Linked DNA regions of Mus musculus: region 2 is linked to region 1. Evidence: chromatin contacts called from public HiChIP or PLAC-seq data. All regions are on one chromosome and are shown on one strand. Each heading gives the region's core, a stretch centred on a gene start, on an enhancer-like site or on the middle of the called end of the contact. The rest is flanking DNA. Distances are from core to core; before and after follow the strand shown. Region 1 holds the start of Tbx20 (T-box 20). Region 2 holds the start of B3gat1 (beta-1,3-glucuronyltransferase 1 (glucuronosyltransferase P)).

Region 1 (4,561 bases), core at 932-3,431:
CCAAGTGACTCACCTCTGGCCTATGGCTTTGTTTAAGTGTTCATTTCAATTCCTTCAGCTTGCTGTCTCCTCCCACTTGCGCAGTCTCTTCTGCTTTTGAGTGATTTTCTGCCCACAAACATCCTAGAACTGGGACACAGTGGCACTTGTAGGAAAAGGGAAAGCAAGTTCAGCAATTCTGCTTTCCTGTGCTCAGTCTGCTTCTCTGAAACTGATGTATCTTTCAGGATGCCATTCCAACAATCTAAGCTGCTAAGGTAGTAAAGACAGTACCTCCCCTTATAAGATGGAATAATAGTTTTATTAATTAGGGTGTAACAACACAGTGAGCTATTGAAAACTAGATCCAACCAACAAAATCTACATTAGTTGAAACATTATATCAAGGTCTAAGTAAACCTCTCTCTCCCAAATTAAAAAAACAAAAACAAAAACTCTCTTCTTCAAATAAATCCATCTTCCTTGACAAACTCTAAAAAAATCAGACAAGAAGCAAACCAATGGGAACCTTACAATAAAAAGAAAACACTACCTTGATTGAGACATTGTATCTAAGGCCAGGAGAGATGGATGAGCAGCTAAAAGCATTTGCTCCTCTTTAGAGATCTGGAGGACTTCACTCCCTAGCACCCACACAGAGGGCTCACAACAGCCTGTAATCCCAGCTCCAGGAGATCTGATACTCTCTACTGACTTGCACACACTTATGAGTCCAGAGATTCCTGACCTGTGGGGAGGAGAGGGGAATGACTGGGACATGGTTGGAGGATGGGGGAGACTTGCAAAAAAGAGACACTGCTCTGCCAACTTGTCACCTTCGATCTTTTCAAAGTAGTTGGTCCAGACAAGGAAAAAAAAAAAAAACCTTCTAGTATGAAAAGTCTGCAGTTTTACTAATTTCTAATTTCCCTCAACATTGACACATTACAACCCAAATGCTGAAACGAGCAAACATAGACAGGATGGCCAGGCCAGTCTAAATCAGAACTTCCTCAGATGCCAACATTCTGTTTACACGGGATGTTCTTCATAGTTATTCTGGCTCTCGATTTCGCCCATAACTATGTTTCGGGAGCTGTGAAGAGGATGCAATGGGAGACAGGGTATGTCTTTCTTTTTATGTTCTTCACCCCACCCCTCCCCTACCCCCTTAAGACCTACCAAGAGGTTCCTAATCGCCAGATCAACTGGCTGGAAAGGAGAGCAAATATTTACAAGTATAGCTTGAGTGTGTGTGTCCTCTAGAGTTTACATGGTTGAGAGTGAAGCGGATTACCCCGCGAATTTGGAGAATTCGAATTATTTAGACTGAGCAAGGCCAACAGGACTCCCTCCACAAGGCTGTGGGAAGTCCTTAGCCCAGTCTGCGTCTGCAAGGCAGATAGATGGTTCCGTGTGGGGGGGGGGCGGGGGAGGAGCCAGAAAGTCACTATGCATCGCATGGTCCCCTTAGAGCTCCAAGTCCTGACCCCCCCTCCTTGCTTCAGGCCACTTCCCTACTTTCAGAGTCTCCAGAATAGAAAACCCAGACTAGAAGGGAAACAAACCACCACACAGCAGAAAGCCAGGTTCGCCAAAAACAAAATCAACAAAAACAAACAAAAAATCAAAACAAAGTATCCTTCCTACAGGCACCCTGCAGCTCAGCATTCTTTCCCAGAGCCCTGCCTCTCCAGCTCTCTGTGAAAAGAGACATAACTTGGGGACTGTCAAGTAGGGGACCTAGCACTAGGCACTGTGCTGCGTCACCAGGTTAATGCCGCTCAGCGATGAGGAATTTGCTCTACTGGGCCCTTCTCAACTATTTGGGAGCTCCAGTAGGAAAGGTAGAAAATGCGGAACTCAGTAGGACTTCCTTTGGTGACATTCAGTCCAGAGCAACGCAAATGCCTGTTTCTGGGTAGCAGTGAAAGTGCCTCTCTAGACAGCGCATGCTTCCCTCCTGCGGGATCTGAGACTCTGGGCGGAGGCGGTCCGGCTAGCTCCGCCACCCTGTTCACTGTGCGTCTTCTCCGGCTCTCCACCGGGAGCGCAGAGGCAGGAGGGCGCAGTGCCCTAGGCGCTCTCTCCCTGCGCCGCTCGGCCCCGCCCCACTCCGCACAGTCTGGAAGCAGTGACGTGAGACCACGCTGACTGGCTGCTGCCCGCAGGGATGGCCACCGCCAGCAAATTAAGGCGCGAGGCAGCAGGCGCCTAGGCACAGTTTAGGTCGCGCCTTGCTGCGCTCTGCAGAGAGGAGATCCGACTCCCTGGTTTCCGCACCCTCTAGAGTCCCACGCCGATCGTCACCTCCTCGGACTTGGGCCACTCAGCGGACCCAAGGAGGGAAGGGAGGGAGAACTCGGCGTGGGTGCTGGGGACCCCGCGTTTTGCGCAGTGGGCTTACAGTTTTGAGTTCCCGGCTGGTCCCCACCCTGCTTTCCTGCTGGTTCGAAGTCTCTGCGGCTCCCCTGCTTTGCTCTAGTGGACTGGAGAGGCCATCAAAACCTGGGAACGGACGCTTCGGGGGGGTCCCCAGTTCCGCTTTGCTTGCTCTCTGGAACTTTGAGCTGCAGTTTCGGGTCTTTGTCTCCCTTTGGGGAAGCTGGACTGTGGTTTGTCAGTCCAGGTTCCTGAGCAGGACCGCACGCTGGGAACCATGGAGTTCACGGCGTCGCCCAAGCCCCAGCTCTCCTCTCGAGCCAATGCCTTCTCCATCGCCGCGCTTATGTCCAGCGGCGGCCCCAAGGAGAAGGAGGCAGCAGAGAACACCATCAAACCCCTGGGTAAGTCGGGGTACTAGGCAGTCAGTATGGGCCCTGCTAATCTGTTTCCCGGGTGCGGGCAGTTTGCTCCGCGGGAAGCAAAGGTGGCTTTTTCTACCGTCTGGATCTACTGCTAAGTCTCAGAGTATGGACCAGAATTCGGTCCTGGGAGAAAGACTTTTTTTTTTTCTTTTCCTCTCAAGTTTTCTTTGGAGGCTTCACCATCAATTAAAGGTAGTGAATTCTCACTACCGGCTTGTGTTTGTATTCGCTTTCCCCAGTTTCTTGGAATCTCGACATCACTTAGATAGTATGAATGCTGTACAAATTTGTTTGTTTGAATGAAAACAAATTCAAGGACAAGTAAGGGTTAAGATTCGGGATCCACGGTGGTATATAACACCCAAGCCTGCGCTTGGAATCAAAGACTCTGAGACTTCACAAGAAGCCAGTTTAATTTTTCTATCACAATTAACAGTCTTAATATGTCTGAAAAGGACTATAAAATAGGCCGGTTTTTCCACGCAAGAGCCGGCTTTTTTTTTTTTTTTTTTTTTTGGTCAGGAACCCCCATTTTATACTTGCGATTTTCAATTGAGACTGGCAAGGCCTCCCCAAATTCCTCGAAATTTAACACTGTCTCTATAAAAACTGTTTTCTTTACAGAGGAAACTAGGCACAGATTAAAGAGAGATGAGCGGTGAGGGTGTCTTGAGCACACGAGAGTTGTATAAAAGCAACTGCTCAGGATAGGGGTTCTGAAAACCCTTACAACCCAGGGAAAATGAGTTGCTATTCTAAGGGCCTTGGTAATAATTATCGCACACCCTAATCGCCGACTATCAGAAATCAAGTAGCTAAGTTAAGACAGTTGAAAAAAGTCATCACTTTTTTCTTTTTCGCTATCCCTTCCCAACTCTAATACATTTCACATCCAAGATAAACACTAGAGAAGAAAGGGGCTTGGGAAACTAAGGAGTTTACACAGTGACAGGAGATTACTAAAGTCCAAAACAACAGTGGTACCAAGGAGATGTAAGACAGGGAAATGAGTGTGAATAAGAACTCCTAACTTCCACCTAAGTCAAGATCTGCGAAGGCAATGTGAGCAAGCCAACAAATCCTGATTATTTAGAGAGAGCATTGGCTACTACTGTCCAAGTTGGACCTGCTGAGGCTTCCGATCATTATCCTTGTACTTAGGGAATTTAATACCCCCATCTCATTTTGGTACCCAGTAGGAAAAGAAGATCTCAGGTCAAAATTCCTGACAAACATGTGAGCAGTGGTCTGGAAGCTTGCCAGCTCCACTACTCTCATTTCTGTATCAGTTCTTTAACTAGTTTTCTAAATAAAACAGAATAAAACAAAGCAACAACAAAAAATGTTCTTCAATCAAAATTACAAATTTTAAATGCTAAGCCAATCCTAGCTCTCACCCCGGTTACCCCCTCCAGTCTCTGAAAGGAGTCTGGTCACCTGTTTGGAGAACAACTCTTGTCCATTTTATTCTTATCCCTTACACTCACCAGCCCAACAGAACAAATTACTTAATGTCTAAATCAAGACTCAGAAACTGAAACACCCAAAGGTTCTTTTAGGAGATAGAAGGTTGTTTCATTGGGGAAAAAGATGTCTGCAGATGGTGGATTTCCAATGTGTCACTCAAGTATATTAGCTCTACTCCAGTAACCTCCTGGGCAGTTCTTTCTTGTTGTCCTTCTCTATTTCTGTGGTGCTCTGGCCAGGTGGCACTTACAGGGCTTGCCTGTCAGTTGTTGGAAAATAAGAGAAAATTAGATGGTGTCCCAATTCCC
Region 2 (4,561 bases), core at 996-3,495, 2.0 Mb before region 1:
CTCTTCTAGCTACATGCTGCCACTGGACTCCCTGGCCTAGAGCCTGGCTCTTTAGTCAGCTCACCCTCTTCCATATTTCATCCTTATAAAAATCTCATCATTCTGGGCTCCATATCATGAAGGCACAATAGACTCGGTCCTCCCTAAACATTGTGGGGAAAATTCAAATCTAATAAAAAGCTTGAGCAGAAGTGGGCGTCTTCCTCTGGGCAGCTTGTTCTTTGCTACAGGCTCCCATCCTGTAATTGGGTCCCCTTTAGTGATTTTCCTGCCCAGGGTTCAGGTGGAGCATTCAGTAGCACCTCACCCAGAAAGCACATGCACAGATCCAACCACGCCCACAGGCACAGGGTGATCCCTAAGCCCTTGGAGAGCAGCTGTACAAATGGGAGCAGCAAGACAATGGTCTCAGTGCCAAGTGCGGGTATGCATGCATTCATTTCCCTGGTCCCATCACCCTCGGAAGCGTTTTTTTCTCTTTTTGAAAGGGGCAGAGAGGAGACAGAATGCGAGCCCAGGACCTTGGCAGATCCTGCAAGTGAACTGAGCAGAGTGGGAGGCTTTGCAAAGGTTTCATGGCAAGGATCTTTGTCTTGCATGAACACAGAAAGGACTTGATGTTTGGTTCAATAGTGCTCACCAACTGAGCAGGTTCTAAAAGGAAATGCCTCCTCTCTGTAGTGACTCTTGACAGAAAAGGGAGATGCTAAGGACAGAAGACTAGAACAACAACAGCCCTACACAGCTAAATACCCACCTCAATACCAGTCACTTGTGAAGCCCCGTGCTTGCCATTTACACACACACACACACACACACACACACACACACACACACACACACACCACATGCACATTATTTCTGTGTCAGGCATATGGATAGCTGTCTCGTTCACTTGCAACTGTATGCCAGATAGTCCAAGATCGAGATTCTGCTGGGCACTCCAGCTAAACTGGTCTCCGTAAAGAAGTACCACTCAAGCATGGGGGAATCCACTGTCAACAAAAAGCCCTGCTCAAGGTCCTGTGCCTTTAGAAATCTGGGGGGTCATCTCAGCTCCACCTTCTATAAGCTGTCCAGTGAGTGCACTAGGACTAGATCCGGCTAAGAAAGTGGTAGCTCATGAAAACCAAGTTCCTGTAGGTGGGTGGGGTGAGTTGGGAGTGGGTGGGCTCTTGACCTGAGCTGCTTAAGAGGAGTCTGACACTCCGGTTCCCTGGGGTGCGGGATCTGATACTTTTTCCTCTTACTTCACATCTCAGTTTCCTTTTCTGAACTTGTATGATCAAGTGCACAGAGGAAGGTAATGACCTGGCCCTGCCTCCTTCCGCTTTACTGCACTGAAGGTCTCTAAGATTCACTGTCACTTTCCACATCTCTTGGCTCCCAGCACCCACAGGAAAGATGAGCGTCACTTGGTTCCCCTGAAAAGAATTAATTTGTAAATGTCCAGGAAAGACAGAGAGATTGGGGTCCCTGCCGGTGAGTAGGGGTGCAGCTAGAGCTGACCCCTTCTCCTATAATCCTATGGGCCACTAAGAACCACCTGCTGAGGTGGCAAGGGACAGAAGAGCTAAGAGAAAGACCAGTTGTTAGAAGACTCAGAGAACCAGTTCTTGCCTTCATCCTAATGGAGCGGGGCAGGCAGCATCCGAGCTTTATTTCCTATCCTCTCAGGTGCAGGCCCTGCCAGCCGGCCCTATTTCCCGATGGATGTTCCTATTTTGTGCAACACACACACACACACACACACACACACACACACACACACACACCGCGCGCGCACGCGGGCGGACATGGCGTGGGTACTGATGGGGACGCATAAAGGGGCTCTGTGCACCGCGGAGGTGGGGGCTCAGGGCGCCGGACACTGACCTGCGGCAGCGAGTCCATATCGTCCCTGGCGCAGTCCATAGCGGGTGGCAGTCCTATACCCTGGCCCCAGCGACCCAAGGCTGCTGCCCTGCGATGCGCGCGCTTCTCTCTCGAGGCGTTCTCCGGTTCCGTGCCCTCGGGGGCCACTTCATAGCCGCGGGCCCACTCGTCCGCAGCCCCGGCCGGCCCGCTATCACGGCCCCGCTGCTTCTGGGCTCAGCCAGGCAGCGGCCAGAACCCTGGAGCGCGCAGGAGGGCGCGGGTGGCGAGGCGCGGGGCGGCGATCGGAGCCCCAAGAGGCGACGCGCGGGCCGGCCGGGCCGGGATGGCTGGGCGCGCGGCCGGAGCCCAGCCGAGCGGGCCAGCGCGTGGTGCCCTCGGCGCTGGCGGCGGCGGATGCGCGGTGCGGCCGCGGCTGTGACAGCGCCTCCCGCCCCGCCCCCACGCACCCCGCCCCCGCGAGCGCGAGCTGCCGGCGGGACCCGAGCCACTCGCGGTCCGTACCAACCTCGCGGGCTGAGGCGGGGGCCGACGCTGGACCCCCTCCTCTAGCTTGGTATCACCTCCCTGCTCTCTCCTCTGTGGCCCTCCCTCTGGGGCGTCTGGGACTTCGTTTGGATGCTGGAGTGGCCTCGGGCGGGGCCCAGGGCACCCCAGCTTTGGCTCGAGTGAGAGCGCGCCCGCCCTGCCGGCACCCCCAGCTCACCCGCCTCCATCCTTCAATCCTGGCTGCTCAGGCCCCTGGCTTGGCAGCTTCTCTCAAAGGGCGATTGTTTCCGGGCTGGGATGCTGAGGGTTTGGGGGTTGCGGTGGGGCACGGTTCTGCGGGACTAAGACACTGAGCTGGAATGAGTGCGGCTGTGAAAGAGGGTGCGGCCCCCAGCTTGGCTTCGGGCAATCCGAAGTGGATACAGGGTTGTTTGTATGGGTCGGAGGTAGGAGTCCCCAAGGAGCCTGCCAGTGGGGCAGCCCCACCTGTGGGCACTGCTTCTTTCTTTTAAGGATATGCCAAAATGTTGAGGGTCACTCTGCTTTCCCGCCCCCCAGCACTGGGCATCTAACAAGGAGGCAGGAGGCACAGTCTGGTGCAGAATGAAGAGATGGCCAATGTGGGTGGGCAGGCCATCCAGGAATTTCTAGGTATTGGGGGGCTGGGATGCTGGGATGCTAGGATACAGGGAGTTTCTCTCTCTCTCTCTCTCTCTCTCTCTCTCTCTCTCTCTCTCTCTGTCTCTGTCTCTCTCTGTCTCTGTCTCTCTCTCTCTCTCTCTCTCTCTCTCTCTCTCTCTCTCTCTCTCTCTCTCTCTCTCTCTCTCCCTCTCTCTCTGCCATGCAGTCATCCAGTGGGAGATTTCTAAATGCTATTGTCTACTTGCCAGAGCCTAAGATGCCATCCATGCACCTTCAGGTTTATATTGCTGATAGTCCTCACTGACACCTGTGGTCAGGGCCTTCAGCTGTGTCCTCTTCAAAACTCCAAAAGACCAGCTCCACCGCTAGGCATTGCTGGGTTGAAACGTACTTTATACTGTGGGCTGAGGCTGAGCCCACAGCTCTTCACCATCACCTCTGCCTATCAGGATGAAGCCTGGTTCTCCTCTTGGGTGAAGTTGAGTGGTGTAAAGGCTCTAGAATCAATTCTGTTCTTCAAGGCTTTGAGGTTAGGTAGTAGTCACAGTTTACAACATCCCATAGAAAATACAGAATTACTGTCTCTAGAGAGAGGCTTTCTCCAGACTCTTCTCCCCTTACTCCATACCAGGGAGCCCAGGGCATGCTGTCTTGCTGCATCTCCTTGAGGAAACCATACCACCCAAAATTACTAAGTGACAGGGCAGAGATGATCTTGGAGGCTGATTCTTACCAACAGGGAAGCTGATGCCCACAGACAGGAGCATCCATGTGTGGGGTCACACTCACTCATATCTCTGCCCAGGATGGTGCCAAATCCCCAGGTTGGGGATTCAGGACAATGCTGGAATAATGAATGGGTTAAAGGCACTACCTAAGTGACCTCTGGGCCTGTCTCTTTAGTAATAAGACAGGTTTTCGGTAAGCCGACAGGATCTTGTCTGGTCCCACAGGCTTCGGCCAGCAAATGTCCTCTGGTTGTTCTATGGGGTGGCTTCCCCTCTAACTTCTCTAGCCTGGCATTCAACCAGATGGAGCAGGAATGGTTGCAAGTTTTATCGCACCATTCTTGTGAGAACAACAGTGATAATAAAACCCCATTCTGGAAACATGTCTTGAAAGTTAGCCTGGGGCTGTTTATGGTATTTTTTTTGTATTTATAAAGCCAACTTTGAAACCATAATATGATATTAAAATTAGCATGAGAAGGCTCAGCGGAGAGACCACAGCCTGACATTTATTTGAAACTATTCTACAGGTATGGACCCAAAGATACATGTGTATCTATGTAGATGCAACATGTGCCCAAAATACAGATACATAAGTTACCACAATAAAACCAGTGCAAACAAATAGTGTGCATTTGTATACATCATGTGTATGTGTGAATGTATGCACATACCTGCCTGCTCCCACCTGGATACACCCACCAGTCTTTATCAGGGTGCCGAGCCATAGTTATCATTTTTCTGTGTTCTTTGTTAGTTGAAGGGCAGCAGTGTTTCCATTCCACATCTGGATTTCTTGCATCCCTACAACTTGGTCCTTGTTCCAA

What was found. HiChIP or PLAC-seq counts read pairs in DNA pulled down with a chosen protein or histone mark.
Region 2: a contact with region 1 is called in an H3K4me3 HiChIP or PLAC-seq map of embryonic forebrain, with 4 times the contacts expected there. The contact joins the promoter of B3gat1 here to the promoter of Tbx20 in region 1. A contact is called at or near these places in 1 of 39 promoter capture datasets (pre-B cells) and 1 of 115 datasets of contacts at active chromatin or transcription factors (embryonic forebrain).

The regions. Positions count from the first base shown.
Region 1 is chr9:24,771,923-24,776,483 of GRCm38.p6, reverse strand. Tbx20 (T-box 20) reads left to right here and starts at 2,181. Exons shown (of 8, transcript NM_194263.2): 1 at 2,181-2,765. The coding sequence starts at 2,639. Gm29824 (a long non-coding RNA gene) reads right to left here and starts at 760. Exons shown (of 3, transcript XR_870586.1): 1 at 533-760; 2 at 14-129.
Region 2 is chr9:26,731,492-26,736,052 of GRCm38.p6, reverse strand. It overlaps B3gat1 (beta-1,3-glucuronyltransferase 1 (glucuronosyltransferase P)), which reads right to left and starts at 2,245. Exons shown (of 7, transcript NM_001310766.1): 1 at 1,876-2,245. Gm48393 (a long non-coding RNA gene) reads left to right here and starts at 3,170. Exons shown (of 4, transcript XR_003948112.1): 1 at 3,170-4,561.